Regions from separate parts of the Anser cygnoides genome. Here region 2 is linked to region 1. A link is a contact called in public Hi-C data. All regions are on one chromosome and are shown on one strand. The core of a region is the stretch at or near the end of the contact, and the rest is flanking DNA. Distances in the headings are between cores, read along the strand shown. Region 1 has its middle 45 kb from the start of ARID1B. Region 2 overlaps ARID1B (AT-rich interaction domain 1B).

Evidence for each region. Hi-C and Micro-C count contacts between places; a contact is called where the count stands out from the background.
Region 2: a Hi-C map of liver shows a contact between it and region 1, with 10 times the contacts expected there. The contact joins two enhancer-like sites. A contact is called at or near these places in 2 of 7 Hi-C or Micro-C datasets (both in liver).

What each region holds. Positions count from the first base shown.
Region 1 is chr3:56,354,512-56,358,459 of Taihu_goose_T2T_genome, forward strand. No RefSeq gene overlaps it. Among named protein-coding and RNA genes, the nearest start is that of ARID1B, 45 kb to the right of the region's middle. Within about 2 kb of position 1,735, at least 3 of the 3 cell types and tissues checked have open chromatin away from gene starts, as enhancers often do. A contact at or near this core is called in liver, where this site is marked.
Region 2 is chr3:56,565,338-56,569,285 of Taihu_goose_T2T_genome, forward strand. The region is part of intron 5 of ARID1B (AT-rich interaction domain 1B); the gene reads left to right. Among named protein-coding and RNA genes, the nearest start is that of ARID1B, 170 kb to the left of the region's middle. Within about 2 kb of position 2,079, at least 3 of the 3 cell types and tissues checked have open chromatin away from gene starts, as enhancers often do. A contact at or near this core is called in liver, where this site is marked.

The DNA of each region.
Region 1 (3,948 bases), core at 485-2,984:
AAATGAATTACATCTAATACTAGAAAAAAGCCTTATGCTATTATGAAATAGTCATCCTCAACTTGTCACATTATCTAATACTGCCTTTCCAATAGTTTTCTCTAAGCACCACAAAAATAAAGATTAACTAAAATAGGTCTGAACACGTAAATAAAAATTGAAACAACAACAACAAAAATCCAGCCACTAAAGCAGAGTTGGTCAACCTTTTTGGTGTCTCCTGCCAGATGCAAAAGAAAGGACATTATAAAATCTCATTGGCAACACCCAAGTATCTGCCAGTGCCAGACCTAGCTGAGTACCTACAGTTCAGCATCATTCCTCTAGCAAAAAAGACATCTTACAGTGACCAGACCACAGTGGGGTAAATAAATTATGAGAAGTATTTGCCCTTCGGAACACCCAAAGATGTGCCCCAAAATATTTCTATTTAAATAAACACTGGGTAAAAACTACAAAGATTAAAAAAGTGCTTCCCATTTCTTATTCATGATGGAAATCTTCATTGCTTCTACAATTCACCTAGGGATGTTTGAACACCTGGTGAGACAGCGCAGCCTACATCTGCCCAGGAGATAGTCAGGAGACTTCTGTGGCCTTAAACAACTCATCTGTGCTATATTTTTCTGCCCACTCTGTCTCCCCTTTTCAAAAGCTGGGTGTTAACCACGGTTCCTGCCCTGAGGCAGGACTGGTAGAGACTGATGTAAAAAGCTAACAGCAACAATTCTGAGTTACGCTGGAGAAGGCTTCCCCAGCAGCTAGGGAGAGCCATGCAGGAAGGCGACAACAGAAGTGGTAAAAGAAGATGAAACTTGAAGCGTTTCCCATTTGGATAAAAGCGTGGCACACTGACAATGCCCTCTTGCTATGGCGGCTGCCAGCATCCACCCCTCCTGCCAGCAATTCTCCTCCCGGCGTGTGCGTGTGCATGAGCACAAGCCTGGAAGAGAGGCCAGTTTTTGTTGTTAATGCGCAGGGCGGGCGATTCAAGTCTTTGTGTAGGAAGTTGACTCACCTCCTTCTGAACAACAACAACAAAAATGTTCTTCAACACAATTGTAACTCCTTCTTTTTTTTCACACGGAGTCAGGCAATGTATACGGAACCCTCCAGCTCGGTATTTCCTAAAGAGTGAAAACGTGCTTGGAAAGTTTTGCCACAAAAACCTGTGACTGCAACGAAACAGAGGGCTTGGCCTTGCGCGTCGGGAATCGCGAATCCCTGCGGCTCGGCAGCAGGGAGGAAACGGGGAAGGAGGGGGAGAAAAAGCACATTGGCCTGTTCGGGGCTGGTTTAATGGTGCCCCAATAAGCAGTGTAAGCAGTGTAAGCAGTGTAAGCAGTGTAAGCAGTGTAAGCAGTAACCCTTCGGAGCACGCTGCTTTAAATCTGCGCGCTGCCGCTCGAAGCGTTGCACAAACTCCTGACGGCCTGCCTCCAGCACGCACCGGGGGCGGCTGGGAAAGCTGCCTTTCTGCTCGCTCAGGCTGTTTACTTGTATTTAAGCAAGTCGCGGACGTGGAAAAATAAATAAATAAATAAAAGAACCGACCCACACACAGAGCGTTTTTAATCAACACCTTTTAATCAACATTTCATCCCCGGACCTTGCGATCCTCCATGGACTGCCATTAAAGCGCTTTTCGATTGCCATTAAAACGCTTTTGTGCCATCTCCGCCGACGGGATTTCGGGGCAGGCAGGCAGGCCAGGCCGCCCCCCTCCCGCAGCTCAGAGGGCAGCGTTACACCGCGGCAGGATCCCGAGCAGGATCCCTACCGCAACACCCCCCCCTCTGCATCGCAATTAGCGCGGGGGAGAGGAATCCTTATTATTTTTATTTTTTGCCAACGTTCTCGCTTTGGATCCTCGGGGCGGGGGGGGGGGGGGGGGGGGGGGAGAAGTGGTGGGAGGGGGAAGAGAACAAAAGCCAGCTCTTTTTAACCCGGGGATGACGTCAGGGTGGTTTTTCTGACAGCTATCGGTGCGTGCGGACCAAGGGCGGCCCCAAAAAAGAGCCCCCGGCCCCCCCCGGGCCCCCTCAGGGAGGGGGGGGGGGCGTGAGGGGAGGGGGGCGGGGCGGCGACCGTTGGGCCCCCGCCCGCGCGCGGCCTGCGGCGGGGAGGGAGCGGGAGCGCGCGGGGCTCCGCCGGCCGAGCGGGGCGGCGCGGCTGCGCGCAAAACCCGGCCTGGAGCCGGCCCGGAGCGCACGGAGCGGGGCGGCCGGGGGGGGCTGGGGAGGGGATGGGGGTGGTGAAAGCGGCGGGTCGGGGTCGGGGCGGGTTGGGGCCGGGGGGAGGCGCCCAGGCGGCTCGGGGAAGGGGGTCTCGGTGCGAGGTGACCGGGAGGAGGTGCCCAAGGGGCTGCCCGGGGGTCTCAGTGCGGCGTGAGGGGGTTGGGAGAGGGTGCTGCCCTTCCCAGAGCCCTCCTCTGCAACCCCGCTGTTCCCTTAGCGTATTAATTGCAGCCTGTTAATTAGCGAGCGTGCAGGTCGCTTGGGGTTTCTCTGCCGTGGGGCACGGGGCCCTTTGGAGCAAGGTGAAGCCGTGAGGTCAGCGCGCAGCCCTCACCTCTCCCACAGGCGGGCTCTCCGTGTTGTGGGTTCTGGGGCTCTCCTTCGCGCTGATGGTGTTACCTGGTAGAAATCCTGCGGTGCTTCGTTTCCACGACTCAACCAAGAGTTCGACTTTCGTCTGAGGAAAAAAAAAGTCTGTTTCTGGGCCTCTCGGTCGCAGCAAAAACTTGAAACGTGTGCTGTAGCGGCTCCAGAACCAAAGGGAAAGAACAAAAAAAGCCATAAATGTATTACTACAACCATCAGTGGTATTGTTTTAGTTTAGCTCTCCTGATACTTGTGTCCCTGATTCTTTGTAACCTGGCACTAGTTAAGATGAGGCAGGGATAAATAGACTTGTGCAGCTCACACAAGGCCTTGTTTGTCTCCATGGATGTCTCCGTGTTTAAGGTGAGACAAATAAGCATTATTACTTATTACTTACAAGTGTGACGCATTCAGAGTCACAGTGTTTTTCTCTGCAAAATCAAGGTGTGTTTCTGTTTCATTGCTTTGAAGGAATATAGTCCTGGTAGCTGGGTATAGGATCCTGTCCAAGTGGTTGCATTTCTTTAAAAGTAAGTCTACGGTTTTTACAGGTTGGTATCTCAGTAGAAGGCTGAGAGAAGGCTGTTGTTGTTCTAGGAGAGATGCCATTTTCTCTAGCTGTTTGTAGCTTGCAGTAGCTTTTCACAGTTTGCTGTGGGAGAGATCTTCAGGAGTTTTTCAGCCCCTCAGACATTTCTCTGCAGCAGCCACAAGTGGAAGAGATGTTTCTTTACACGGGTTAACCTTGTCATGTCTTAGCTGTCCGCCATCGGCAGATGGCCTGTTACGTTTTTCCATACTTGCTAAGCAAATCTGCACTTACTGATTTGTACCACGAGACCCTTTGCCTGTCCTTTAATGGCTCTGACTCCTCACCTTGCCACAGCCAGGCTGACAAACCCCAACCACACGCACTCATAGGCGTGCTTTTCACCTTTGGAAGATGGGTGGCCATGCAGTTTGAGAAGAGGGGCCATCCTCTGTCAAGGGCCTGCACTGCTACCGCCACAGTTCGGGGCACCCTTCCACCGACTGCCTGAGTCTCTCTGCATTTAGGTTCCCATTCCCCAACTCCCTTGTGCCCCCTTGTTTGGCTGGTTGCAGCATCCACCTCGTCGCAGGCTCCAAGCGTTATGGCAGCACCGGAGGAAAGAGTAGGTTCACTCCATCGCTGCCATAGCAACACTTTCCAAAGATGCAGCCTACAGTCCTTGTGAGTCTTCCAATTTTCCATGGCAGCCCTGCTTCTCAGAGGCTACGTCTACCCCAGGAATAAGCAGTTTGCAAAATACGCAAGTTGCTCTTCAGTAAAACGTGCCCTTACCGTGTGCAAAAACGGCTGCAC
Region 2 (3,948 bases), core at 829-3,328, 210 kb after region 1:
CTAGGTCATATTAGATACATAGTGGCCTGATTTTCAGAGAAGTGAAATTAATTGAAAATGCGAGTGCTTATCATTTCTGAAAATTAGGCCAATTATTTCAGTGACTAAATACGAACATAGGTATCTACTTGTAGGCAATCGAGTCTGAAAATTTGTAGCATTAGCTTTTATATCTGGGAATCAATTCCTTGCTTGTCTAGTGCGATCTCAAGTGCTAAACATCAGTGAAATTAATTTGTTACGGTGTGTGCACAGGAAAATGTTTGGACACTTGAAAAATAAACAGCTACACGAGACGTAAGTTTTGCCTGACACGTTTAGTACCAGAACAAAGCGCACAGACGTTTATCTCCCAACCTTTGCAGTTAATACTTTCTTTTTTCCCAACTTAGCAGCGCCCTTTCCACGTGCGTTTTTATCTCGTCCTGGCTTTCCCCCAGTCCCTGTCAGCACGCGCCCCCCCCCCCCCCCCCCCCCCCCAATGTGTAGTTAGAGGAGTTAGGATTATTTTGCTTCGAGCTGGCAGGCCCGAAAGGGATTTTTGAGCCCTCGCGGAAGAGCCGCACGGCCACAAAAGCTGATTTTAAAGAAAAATACCCCCAAAACCCCCACCGCCGGCAGGCAGCGGCCGGCCGGGCAGCGATCGCCTCACGGCGGGCGCGTTCCCGGCAGCCCGCGCGCCGCCGCCCCTCCCCCGCCGAGGCTCCGCTGCGGCGCGGCCTCTCCTCTCCTCTCCTCTCCTCTCCTCTCCTCCCCCCGCCGCTCCCGCTCCCCTCCCCCGCACGTAGGCGCTTGGAAAGGGGGAGAAAAAAAAAATTAAAAAAAAAAAAAATCTCCCAGCCTGACTAGAAAATCAGCCTTGTTTCCTCAGAAACCGCAGCTGCTGCGAGCAGCAAACACGTCAGGCCGGCCCTCCGGCACGCACAGATGTGCCTTTGTACGCCCGCCTCAGCGCTGCACAGGGCGGGGGGCGCTGCCCGCACCGCGCCGGGCACAGGCAGCCCCTCAGCCCCCAGGGCAGCCCCTCACGGCAGCCCCTGCCCAGCGCCGGCCGCTCCTGAGGAAACTTGAGGAGCCCAGCCGCGGGGGCGGCCGGCCGAGCCCCTCTGCTCTAACTCGCCCCCCTTTTTTATTTTTTTATTCTTTTTATGTTTCGTGTGGGCCCCACCGACACCGATGGTCCCCGAGAGCTGGGGGTGGCAGCAGGGGGAGTTTCGGCTGAGCGCGGAGAAAGCCTCCAAGCGGCGAGCCCTCAGCCGCCGCGGTCCCCTTGCCCCTGCCCCGCGCCCCCCCCCTTTCTGAGCACAACTTGGGGCCTGGATGGGCCGCGGCTCGCTGCGCGTAATTAACGCGAGCGGAGGGTGGCTGGGAAGGGATGGAAAAACCAGGCCGGGGGGTGGGGGGGCAGGGAAGGGGGGGGAGGAGGAGGAGGAGGAGGAGGAGGAGGAGGGCGGGAGGAAGCGGCGCGGCCCGGAGCGCCGCCGCCGCAGACAAAAACAGGTCTGGTCGCGCCGCGGCGGGGGAGGGGCGCGCGGGCCGCCATTGGCGCGCGGCGGGGCGCGGGCGCAGCTGCGGGCGCGGGCGCAGGGCGGCCGTTGGGGCGCCGGCACCGCGCGGCCATTTGGCGGGCGGGCGGGCGGCAGCCTTCGGCGGGAGAGCCCGCTCCGGGCCCTGCCTCGCCTCTTTTTTTTTTTTTTTTTCTTTTCTTTTTTTCCTTTTTTTTTTCTCTGTCTTTTCAGTAACGCACAAACGAAGCTCGCAAAGCGCCCCTCCTCCCCCCGCCCCCCCCCCCCCCCCCCCGTTAACCCGCTGTTGTTTACTTCCCTCTCCTCACAATGGCCTTACAGCATTGTTTTACATTATTTTGGTACTTCCTGCGAAAATATTCCTTCCCTTCAACGAAATCCGGCACATCCCGGATAGCACGAGTTACGCACGAAACACCCAGCCCAGTCGAGCGCTCCTCATCCCTCATTTCAGCCGTGAGCCAGCCCGGCTGACTAGTTTCTTAATTTTAAACCCACTTTTCCCCCAAAAGTACGTCTCTGGGGGACAGTTGTGGCTGGTTGGGGCCCTTCCCAGCAGCCGTAACCCTGGACCCACCGGAGCAAGGCCACCATGGGGCCTGCGCCCCGCTGGCCATTTGCTCCCATCCACGGCTCTGTGGGTAGAGCCAGGCCAACAGCTCTCGGCAGAGCAAAACTCGGGCCCTTAAAACTTCACATCGCACACCAACGCAGCTAACGAGACCCAGCACTAGGGTGGATGTGAACTGTGCTCGCTTGTTTTCGATCCGAGTGAAAATAAAGAGCCTCATCGCTTTGGACGGAGTGGCTTGGTAGACACGCACACAGTTCTTGCTTTCAGGAAGCCATTGCTTGCTGGTACGGAAACAAGTTTTCACATTGAGCCCTACCATATAAACATCTCGTTTTTTTTTTATTTTTTTTTTCCCCTCACGAAAAGCTGCACACGAATTAAAAAAAAGGAAACACCAGGGTCTCTCCTTTTTTTTACCTCCCCGTGTGCTGCCCCCCCCCCTCCGTGTAATGAGTAGGAGGGACGGAACTTGTGACAGGGCAGGTACTGATTAGTTGCTGTCAGTCCGCGCAGATTAACACCTATTTTTAGGTTTCTGAACCTCTTGAGTAATACTAGTTAAATTGGCACAGGTTAATAAGTTGGGGTCCGCAGAGCCTCTTAACTGTTCGCTGCGAAATCTGAATTAAAGAGACAGTCTTGCTTTCTCAAAACGACGGAAAAGGGTTACGTCCGCCACATTCACCGCGTGTGTGTGCGTGTGTGTATGCACACACAACACCCAGAGGTCCAGAAAACAAAAGCTGAAGTCGATCGCTTTGGGGATGCTAACACAAACGTGTGCGAAGTTAGAGGATCTGTGCAGAATACATCACTAGTGAAACAGAAAGTCTCTGAAAGGAGATGTTTTCTCTGGTTGTTTTTTATATCGATGTAGCATTTAAAAATAAAACTTAATCTATGTTTCTTCGTGGTTTTTCTGCATGTCCTCCCCCCATTATATCATTATACTGTTACACTGACACCCACTGGTAAAAGTTGATCCGAGATCATGAGTGTAAACGGAGCTTCTTGATGAAGGGACAGCTATCTTTCCTGAATAAAAAATAAAATACGGATGGAATAATAGCTGCTTTGCCTCCTTCCCCCCCGGGGGGGGAGGGGGGGGGGAAGTCTCGTAATGAAGGTTATTCATTTGTATTTGATTTTGTTTTATGAAGAGTAGGTATGTGGATGCCCCAGATGTAAGAAGGGAGGCCTCGTTGTTTTTCTCTAAAAACATAACAACATAGAAGTATCTGCAGTAGCAGTTTTTCTAGATGTTGGTATGTTTGGGCATAGACAACAGGCTGGCACAGAGGAGAACAGGAAAAATCATTAGTACATTAGTAGCTGCGGTGTTTAACATCATTCCCCAGGTAAAGCAACTTGAAGAAAAACAGAAATAATGGTCACGCAATAAATGTATTTGTGTGGGCACTGACCTGATTGTATCAAAGCGGAGATGAATGCCTGTGCTGTGCGTGTCTTATTTAGTCTGTTTACCATTTAATTCAAAGTTGTCAGTGGTCTTGAAAGCCACTTGTGTTGGAGAAACAAGGCTCATTTTATCAAAATCTACCACTGCACCAAAATCTGGTTTGCAAGAGCGTCGTTCCATAGCCCTGCCTAGCACAAGAACAATACCATGCAATTACACTGTTTCAGGCTCTGAAATAGGCTTTCTTCCAAAACGCCCTCCCCTTATATTATGAGATGTGTTCCTATTAATGCAATGATTGATTGAAAATCTTCCTGTGTTTATGTTGTTTGGGCAGCAGTAGCTTGGATTTCCCCTGTCTAGACTAAAATTGTATCCAGTGGAGATGCACGGGACAGCTGTTTGTAAACTCTTAGTGGGACATAACA